3 separate regions of the Mus musculus genome follow, and regions 2 and 3 are each linked to region 1. The links are chromatin contacts, called in public HiChIP or PLAC-seq maps. All regions are on one chromosome and are shown on one strand. Each heading gives the region's core, a stretch centred on a gene start, on an enhancer-like site or on the middle of the called end of the contact. The rest is flanking DNA. Distances are from core to core; before and after follow the strand shown.

Evidence for each region. HiChIP or PLAC-seq counts read pairs in DNA pulled down with a chosen protein or histone mark.
Region 2: a contact with region 1 is called in a CTCF HiChIP or PLAC-seq map of the NIH/3T3 cell line, with 12 read pairs. The contact joins the enhancer-like site here to the promoter of Smyd3 in region 1. A contact is called at or near these places in 1 of 39 promoter capture datasets (cranial neural crest), 1 of 15 datasets of contacts at CTCF or cohesin (the NIH/3T3 cell line), 1 of 484 Hi-C or Micro-C datasets (embryonic stem cells), 3 of 115 datasets of contacts at active chromatin or transcription factors (the SCID.adh cell line and embryonic stem cells) and 1 of 9 other capture datasets (pancreatic islet).
Region 3: an HNF4G HiChIP or PLAC-seq map of pancreatic cancer cells shows a contact between it and region 1. The contact joins the enhancer-like site here to the promoter of Smyd3 in region 1. A contact is called at or near these places in 19 of 39 promoter capture datasets (the 3T3-L1 cell line, 3T3-L1-derived adipocytes, the HPC-7 cell line and 13 more), 1 of 15 datasets of contacts at CTCF or cohesin (the NIH/3T3 cell line), 7 of 484 Hi-C or Micro-C datasets (CD8 T cells, Th17 cells, effector CD8 T cells and 4 more), 5 of 115 datasets of contacts at active chromatin or transcription factors (the SCID.adh cell line, embryonic stem cells and pancreatic cancer cells) and 2 of 9 other capture datasets (adipose tissue and pancreatic islet).

The regions. Positions count from the first base shown.
Region 1 is chr1:179,516,357-179,519,359 of GRCm38.p6, reverse strand. It overlaps Smyd3 (SET and MYND domain containing 3), which reads left to right and starts at 1,319. Exons shown (of 12, transcript NM_027188.4): 1 at 1,319-1,572. The coding sequence starts at 1,409.
Region 2 is chr1:179,476,092-179,478,791 of GRCm38.p6, reverse strand. All of the region lies in intron 1 of Smyd3 (SET and MYND domain containing 3), which reads left to right. Among named protein-coding and RNA genes, the nearest start is that of Smyd3, 41 kb to the left of the region's middle. Within about 2 kb of position 1,416, at least 61 of the 459 cell types and tissues checked have an H3K27ac peak or open chromatin away from gene starts, as enhancers often do. A contact at or near this core is called in the NIH/3T3 cell line and the SCID.adh cell line, where this site is marked.
Region 3 is chr1:179,569,396-179,572,393 of GRCm38.p6, reverse strand. All of the region lies in intron 1 of Cnst (consortin, connexin sorting protein), which reads right to left. Among named protein-coding and RNA genes, the nearest start is that of Cnst, 24 kb to the right of the region's middle. Within about 2 kb of position 1,678, at least 67 of the 459 cell types and tissues checked have an H3K27ac peak or open chromatin away from gene starts, as enhancers often do. A contact at or near this core is called in the NIH/3T3 cell line, the SCID.adh cell line, Th17 cells and 4 more, where this site is marked.

The DNA of each region.
Region 1 (3,003 bases), core at 70-2,569:
AGCCAGGGCGAAATTGTGAGGCATGGTCACAAACCAACAAAATATTTGGATTGAAGTAAGAAATCACTCATAGAAAAAGATGTTTTAAGCAGGATTTCTCTGTTACTGAGGCTAGTCTTCCACTTGTGTGTTTGCTGGGGTTCCCAGAAGGCACACAGACGTGTATACAGGAAAGGCAGAGGCAGGATGTCTATGAGTTCAAGGCCAGCCTGATCTACACAGAGAGTTCCAGGACAGCCAGAGATACACAATAGACGCTGTCTTTAAAAAGCTTTGTGTGGTCTGATATAGGTCTCATATAGCTGAGTCTGAGCATCAGAACTGGTTGATCATGCTGACCCTCCTAGGCAGTCTTGTGCCTACTCCTTTGCTTGTTCATTGTATACCCATAATCCTTTGCTTGTATATCCATAATCCAAGAACTCAGGAGGAAGAGAATAAAGGGTTTCTGAGTTCAAGACCTGACTGCAACATTATTTCAAAGGGTTCAACAAACATAACTCTAAAACGGTTTATAAAAAAATATAGGCATATAGATAGATATACAGAAGGTGTGATCCAAAACTGCAGATGCTGGGCTGGAGAGATGGCTCAGTGGTTAAGAGCACTGACTGCTCTTCTGAAGGTCCTGAGTTCAAATCCCAGAAACCACATGATTGCTCACCACAGATCTGTAATGAGATCTGATGCCCTTTCTGGTGAGTCTGAAGACAGCTATAGTGCACTTACATATAACAGTAAATAAATCTTAAAAAAAAACCCTGCAGATGTTAAGAATTTTTCGATCTAGATGCTGAATATACAGATAACCACTGCCCTTTTTTTTTTTTTTTTTTTTTTTTTGATACAGGGCTTCTCTGTTGTATAGCCTTGGCTGTCCTGAAACTCACTCTATAAACCACGCTGGCTTTAAACTCAGAGGTCTTCCTGCCTCTGCCTCCCCAGTGCAGAGGTTAAAGGTGTGTGCCACCACTCATGGGCTCTTACCATTTTTTTTTTCACTATGCATTAAAATTTGCATAATAAGCTGGGCGTGGTGGAGCACACCTTGAATTCCAGAACTGAGGAGGCTGAGGCGGGCAGAATCCTGTGAGTTCGAGGTCTAAATAGAGAGGTTCCTTGGTCTATCAAGAGAGCTCCAGATCAGTCTTTGCTACACATAGTGAGACTCCGTCTCAAAAAGAAAAAGAAAAAGAAAAAGAAAAAAAAAAGCGCGGAATAAAATACAGGAGGAAATACACCACCCCATCCCGAGCTGTAGTAGGTCCTCCTGCGCATGCTCACAGGACCTGCGCGCTCGTCTCCGCCCCCTGGTGTACGCAAGCGCAGGACGCAGGCGCGCAGTCAGAAAACACGAGACTCAAGCTGAGGGACGCAGTTCGGATCTGAGGTGTGGATCTGAGGAAGGATGGAGGCACTGAAGGTGGAAAAGTTCACGACTGCCAACCGGGGAAACGGGCTGCGTGCTGTGGCTCCACTGCGCCCCGGGGAGCTGCTCTTCCGCTCCGACCCCTTGGCTTACACTGTGTGCAAGGGGAGTCGTGGCGTAGTCTGTGATCGCTGCCTACTGGGGTACGTACGGAACCTGAGCCCGGGGCGCGTGGCTCTGCGGGTGGGGGTGGGCCTCGAGGGCACAGCTCTGTGGGGTGTCTGCAGCACCCTAGGCTGCGGTGGGAATTGGGGGAGGCAGTGGTGCAGATGAAGGGGAAGCGTCGGGCAGATAATTTTGCTGGGGAACAAAAATATTCAAAGCCTGTGCAACGAGCTTCATTGGTTGTGGAAATCAGAAGTGGCAGGGGGGTGTGAGTCTGGGAAGGAGTAGGGGTGTGTACGTCAGGATCAGAACTGAGGCCCCACCTGACCTGTCTTGCGGGAGGAGCGAGAAGCCTGGTGTTTATGTTGTACTTTGCTGGTCTGGATTTTACGTGGCTTGGGTTTAGGAAGATGAATGAGACATCCCTAAGGACTGGAGCAAATGAGAATTAACCGTGTAACAAAAGAGCAAAATAAGAGATGCAAACAGTCTACTCTAGGAGCGTAGGACTCGCGGTGTGCTTTGCCCTCTAGAGATTGTGCGGACAAATGTAACTCACCACCTCTGTGTAGATGCAACAGTTTATGTGACAGTGTTTCGAAGTCTGGAAGCACGGTGTCAGCGGAGGGTGCTTTACTGTTTATAGAGTTGTGTAACATATACACTTCCGTCCGCACACATCGGGTTCCCACCATGCACTGGGATAAGGACTCTGAGGTAGGTAGGTTCCAGACCCATCCCTCTGTGTTTGGGGTGGGTAGAGGTGGGGAGTCTAGCTTTACTATACATTCCAGGATACTCCCCTCGCTCCCCTCTCCTCCCTCCTCAGTCCCCGCCCCCTCAGACAGGGTTTCTCTGTAGCTGCTCTGTAGACTAGGCTGGCCTTCTCTGCGTCCCAAAGTCTTGCTGTTACCAACGCCCGGCTTCCACAATATTCTTGTTTAGTTTATAACTGAAGACTTCGCTTTGCATTTTAAAGTTAGCAAATAATAATGTTATCTGTTATCTTCTCAAGTGGTGATCGAAATGACATGCACACACCTGCACGCGATTTGTTGCTGAAAGAGCAGCGGGAAGTTTGTGGGGTTAAAGCAATTCACTCCCTTCACAACTCGGCCTCGAATGCCACGAACCCCCTTCTCACAGACTAATTGGAGAAAGCAGGACTCTTCCTTCATTGTGTTACATACTTTGTAGGCTATTTAGAGTGTAGATGTACCTCACCCCATGGCAGAGAGCTTACTGCTTAAGTCCTAAAGCATTAAGTGGTAAAGATGATGTAAGCCTCCTTGCAGACATAGTTTGAAGGCTGTGTTGCTCAGTGGGTAGAGCAGGTGCATTTAATCATAAACAATGACAAATTAGTAATGGAATGATCAGAGATTGTCTTTTGAACCCAGGTGCTCTGGAAGGGCAGCCAGTGCTCTTAACCACTGAACCATCTCTTCAACCTGAGATGTTCTTTTTTG
Region 2 (2,700 bases), core at 167-2,666, 41 kb after region 1:
TTCTCTAGAGAAAGAATGAATTAATGAATCCTTCTCTCTGTATAAAGGGGGTTTATCGGGATGCCTCACAGGCTGCAGTCCAGCTAATCCAACAATGTCAGGCTGTGAACAGAAAGTCCAAGAATCCAGGAGTTGTCAGTCCATGAGGCTAGATGTCTCTGCTAGTAGACACATCCCTAAGAGATAGGCTCTAATCTAATGCCAGTGAAGGAATGGACTTGGCTAGCAAGAGAAGAGCAAGCGGGCACAGAGCAAAAGCTTCCTTCTTCTAAGTCCTTATGTAGGCTTCCAGCAGAAGGTGTGGCCCGGATTATAGGTGTGTCTTCCCACCTTAAGATACAGATAAAAGGTGAGTGCCTTTCCACCAAAAGTCCTGACTAGAAGTGGATCCACACACTTCTAACCAAGCAAAAAATCTGTTGTAGGTGTGCCCTCTGCTTCTGGATTGTAGTTCATTCCAGATGTGAGATTGGCAGCCAGGAGTGGCAGTCACAGATTCTCTATACATGAAATGATCTGATGTTTGTGAAACGGGGAAGACAGCGTGTGATACCCAGTAAGCACCATCAAACTGCTTGATGACTAGGAAGTACCCCTTTCTCCAGGCTGGCCTTAAACACCTAATTTAGCCTGATAAATGCTGGCTTTCAGGCTTATGCCACCACATCTAGCAAGCATCCTGCTTTGGATGTACTCATTAAATGCAGATTTTACACAGAGGACTCTTAGGTCAGAGTGAAGCATTGTGTGTGTGTGTATACATGTGTGTGTGTATACATGTGTGTGTGTGTGTGTGTAATCTCTTTTAAAGTCGATTTTGTGTTTTGGACTAGTTTTGGGTATAGAGATACAAAGAGGTAACATATGTACTGTGCTTCTCAAACACACAGCTGTCCTCACGTCTACATCCCAGCCTTAAGTACAGTTATCACAACTCCTGACTCATGTGACACATCACCTAACAGCTAAAGTTTGTATTAAGATTCACTTAGTGTTGCATATTCTCTGAGTTTGGACCAGTGGGTGTGACATGTCTCCAGTTCCATCTATCCCCTCCTCTCTCTCTCAGTCAGTCCTGGCCACCGATGCTCTTCTTCCTGCCTCTGTGGCCTTGACTTCTCCCGAATGTCACGGGGATTTGGATCATACTGTGTATAACCCTTCCAAGTTTACTTCTTTCGCTTTGCAACATGCATTGAAAGTTGATCCTTGCTTCTGTGGCTTAATAGCTCATTTCCTTTAAATACTGAGCAATCCATTGTCTGAATAAAATTCTATTGCCTTTGAATGACTAAATGTCTTCCCTGGGTCTTGTCAGTGAGCTAATAAATAGTCTCTGAAAGCCAACAAAGTCCTCTGCCAATCTCCTTGGCTCTAGGCACACAGAAGTGATCAAAGCAGAAAGGAATGTTCCCTTGTGGGATCTCCTGCATGTTTGTGGCTTAATTATGTTTGCTTTCTGTCCCATCAGCCCAATTGGGAGTCTTGTCTTCTTTTTGGGACTTTTCAAGTGTGGTAATAGCCTGGCATTTCCACTAGGTGGCAGTAGGGTCATATATAATGAACAGTGCAAGGCACTGAAACCACTAGTTTGTTCATTAACAGAGTTCTTTTTATAATGAGTTAAATTTAAATGCTTGCAATAACTCTCCAGATATAATCATTACTTAAAATAGTACTTTCATTTTTTAAAGTTAACATATAGAATAATAGATTTCATTATGACATTTTCATTCTGATGTCCCCCACCCCCACTCCCCACACTAGGGTTTCTCTATGTAGTCCTGGCTGTCTTGGAACTCACTCTGTAGACCAGGCTGTCCTTGAACTCAGAGATCTGCCTGCCTCTGCTTCTCAAGCACTGGGGTTAAAGATGTGTGCCTCTACTCTCACAATCCTAATGAGTGCTTTTCAGAATAAACTCCAATACATATAATTTCTTAAATTCTTTAAATCTCTTAAGCTACTTGTTGTATGTGTAGGAGTGTTTTGCCTGCATGCGTGCCTGTGCACCGTTAGGTACTTTGTCCCTAGCGGGGCCAGAAGAGAATGTCCGATCCACTGACTGGGATTGAGGTCACAGACAGTTGTGAGCCACCTTGTGGCTGTTGGCAGAGCAACCCGTGCTCTTAACTACTGAGCCACCTCTCCAGCCCCAGGCCCTCAAATTCTTGAGTTTGTCTTCCTTTGATCAGTGAGGTGTTTACTGTGATCCTCACACAGGCTAGGCAAGGTCTAGTTTTGAGAGTTCAAAAGTTGAATACTTGTTCCTTGATGTCCTTGAGATGTCACGATTTGACAAGGGAGACCAGCTGGATTAAGGGATGTGTTACAGTGAGTGTATGTCCCAAGTGTCCTCGTTCGATGACTTTGACAGATGCACACCTATGTAACCTCAATTCCTGTTGAATTACAGATGACTAATGTCTTGGGGGTAATCAGAGGGACAGTTGAGCGATGGTGGCCTAACAGGCATTTCTGAGAGAACGACCTGGTGACTTTGGTTATTTTTTACCGGTTCAGCTTCAGTCCTTTTGAGTCCTGCACGTGCTTTGGTTCTTCTCTGCCATTTGTCCAAACAACACACGTGCGTTAGAAAAGACGTGCGGTGACTTTCAAAGAAAGCCCGGGCGTTATATTTCTGATGATACAACAAGCAAATCGAGAAGACTCTCAATCCAACAGCAGCGGGCTGTGGAT
Region 3 (2,998 bases), core at 429-2,928, 53 kb before region 1:
AATCAACAACATAACCCAAATTAATAATAGAAGGACTAAGTGAGCTAACTATATATATGTCCCCTGCGTGCATACTTCAAGGACTCTAAGTCCTACCACAGTGATATTTTGCGCATACATGTTTATTGCTACCCTACTCACAACAGCTAACAAATGGAAGCAGCCCAGAATTCCATCAATAGTTGGAAAAGAGAAATGTGGAGCATAGACACAACAAAATATTAAAAAGGAAAGAAAGAAATCATGACATGTGCAGAAAAATGGATGGACCTGGAAATTATTTAAAGTGAGATGAACCAGGCTCAGAAAAACAAGTACTGCCTGCTCTCTGACACTCAGAGCCTAGATTTTAATGTTTGTGTCGGTGCACATGCACAAACGAGTGTGGAGGCCAGAGGTTGATGCAGGGAGTTTTCAGTTGCTTTCCACTTCCTTTTTAAAGATTTCTCTTATTGAGCCAGAGGCTCATTGATTTGGCTAGGTTGGCTATCCCTGTGTCCCCAGTGCCAGGATTACAGATGTGCAATGACACACTCAGCTTCTTTTTTGTTTGTTTGTTTTTTTCCGAGACAGGGTTTCTCTGTGTAGCCCTGGCTGTCCTGGAACTCTGTAGACCAGGTTGACCTCAAACCCAAAAAAATCCACCTGTCTGCCTCCCAAGTGCTGGGATTAAAGGCATGAACCACCACCACCGCCTGGCTCAGCTTCTTACAGATGTTCTGGGAACTCAAGTCCAGGTCCTCACACTTGTGGGCCAAGCGCTTTACCCAGTAGGCCATTGTCCCAGTTCCAATTTCAGTGCGTGTGTGTATGTGTGTGTGTGTGTGTGTGTGTGTGTGTGTGTGTAAGACTAATGCTTCTCAGTGCTCTCTCCCTAAGATGCTGCCCTCAGGGCTCCCTTGTGGACAATGTCAGCGCGTAGCTCCCGAGGAAGCGAATGTGAAGTCACAAGGTTTGACTGCTGGTCTACTGGATGTTGCCTGTACACAATGGCAGCATTCAGTCGAAGACCATGACCAGCAAGAGAAAGCAGTAATGGATCCTATCTAGTGGGGAAGGTGGTAAAATGCATATCAAGTGCTTTGACTGACAGGAGTTGACAGGAGCTGAAATGTTCATTTTACATAACTAAATTAAAATGGAAATTAATTCAGTAACTGAAAGCCTTAGGCACATGTGGAACACTGTATTTGAGCCTTTTACATCAGTAAATTTTACGAAATCAAAATACAGATTAAGCACTGGGCACAGTGGTCCACACCTATAATCTCAGCACCCAGGAAGCAGGGGTGGCAAGAGGGTCACAGTTTGCGGCCAGCCCAGGTATAGAGAGCTGGAGACCACCCTCAGTAACACAGTGAGGCCCTGTCTCTAAACAAGGCCATGGGTTAAGGCACTTGCTACCAAGCTCACAAGCATGCACCCACATGCTAAATAAATGTAATTTTTTAAAAGGGTTATTAGCTAAGCTTGCTGGTACACACCTACAAACCCAGCACTGAGGAAGCTGGGGCATAAAGACTGCTGTGAGGTTGAGACTAGCCTGGGATATATGTAGAGTACTAAGCTAGCCAGCCCTACACAAGACCCTGTGTTTCACTCTAACATGTACCAAGAAGGGGAGAGGCTTTTCCTAGTGTAGTTTCTAGAAACAATATTACATATACAGCCTGCACTGTATTTCTATTGGTCCATACCGCTCTGACACAGCCTTGACAAGGGTCATAGTCATGGTGACTCACTCCATGCTAATTCATTCTTGCTAATACAAGTTATGCTACAGGCATTTCCTGGCACAGACATTATAATTAGTGTAACATGACAATGTAAATAAATACCTACTGACAGAAATAGATGCTATAGGCCTTTAAAAGTAATTTCTACTCCTTGTTTATTTATTTTCAGAATGTCAGCCTCAGAATTATGCATCCCCCTTGTTGGTACTTCCTCATACCCAAACGTCAAAACATTTTGGGCACATTGTAAAAGTTGTATATCAAAAACAAAACCAGACTCACAGGAGGTGCACACACTGAAGAGATGGGGCATAGTGTTGGGAGAGGGCCCTGGGAATTACCTGGAAAGTATCAAGCAGCCAAGACAGGGGCAACTGGCCCACTCGCACGTGAGTGTTAGTTACCATAAGTCCATACTGTGCATTCTACTCCATAAATCCACACTGTTTAGAGATGAATTCTATCATAATTCCAAATTCTACTTCGTGGTATATTCACTGTCTTCAAATCAGCCTCATGGTGCAGTTAAATTACAAAGTAGTAGCTAAACAGAGATCTGCATCCTAACCTTCTACAGGAGAAACGAATCACCAGGAGTGCCAGACTCTTCTAGGTTAACAGAAAGTGACGCCAACTGTCATTTATACCATATTCTGCAAAACTTAAGTCATTCTTTTTCCTGTTTCTTTTTTTTTTTTTCCTTTTTTTTTTTTTTTTTTCCTGTTTCTTTATGTGGACAACTGAACGTCATTTCTAAAACCTTGACTCTGGTTTATTTCATGTTTTAAAAGGAAGGATGGATGTGTGTGTGTGTGTGTGTGTGTGTGTGTGTGTGTGTGTACCCATGCTGTAGGAATCTCACAAATGTTACTGTTAACCTTTTATAGCTTTGTACCGTTTAGAGACACTTGCATTCTAAAACACCACTTTTGTTTGTCAGATCCTAAAGAAACCCCCAGACAAGTCTTCCTCCGTCCCCATGCTCCTCCCAGCACTTCTCATTCCACCCCTACCCTAAGCCTCTCCCTCTCTGGGGCTGGGCTGCCCTTCCCTTCCCCCAGGCTTCTCAATCCCATTTAACTCTGCTATTTTGGTTACTTGCTCTCTTGGTTCTTCTCTTGGCTCCTGGCTCCCCTCTCTGGGTTCCCATGCACTCTCTTGGTCCTCTTGGCCTCCTCTACCTACTATCTTCTTTCTCTCTCTCTCTCCAATGCTGTCTCCCATCCTCTCATAGCCCCATTGAGTCTGCTGGTGTGTTCAGG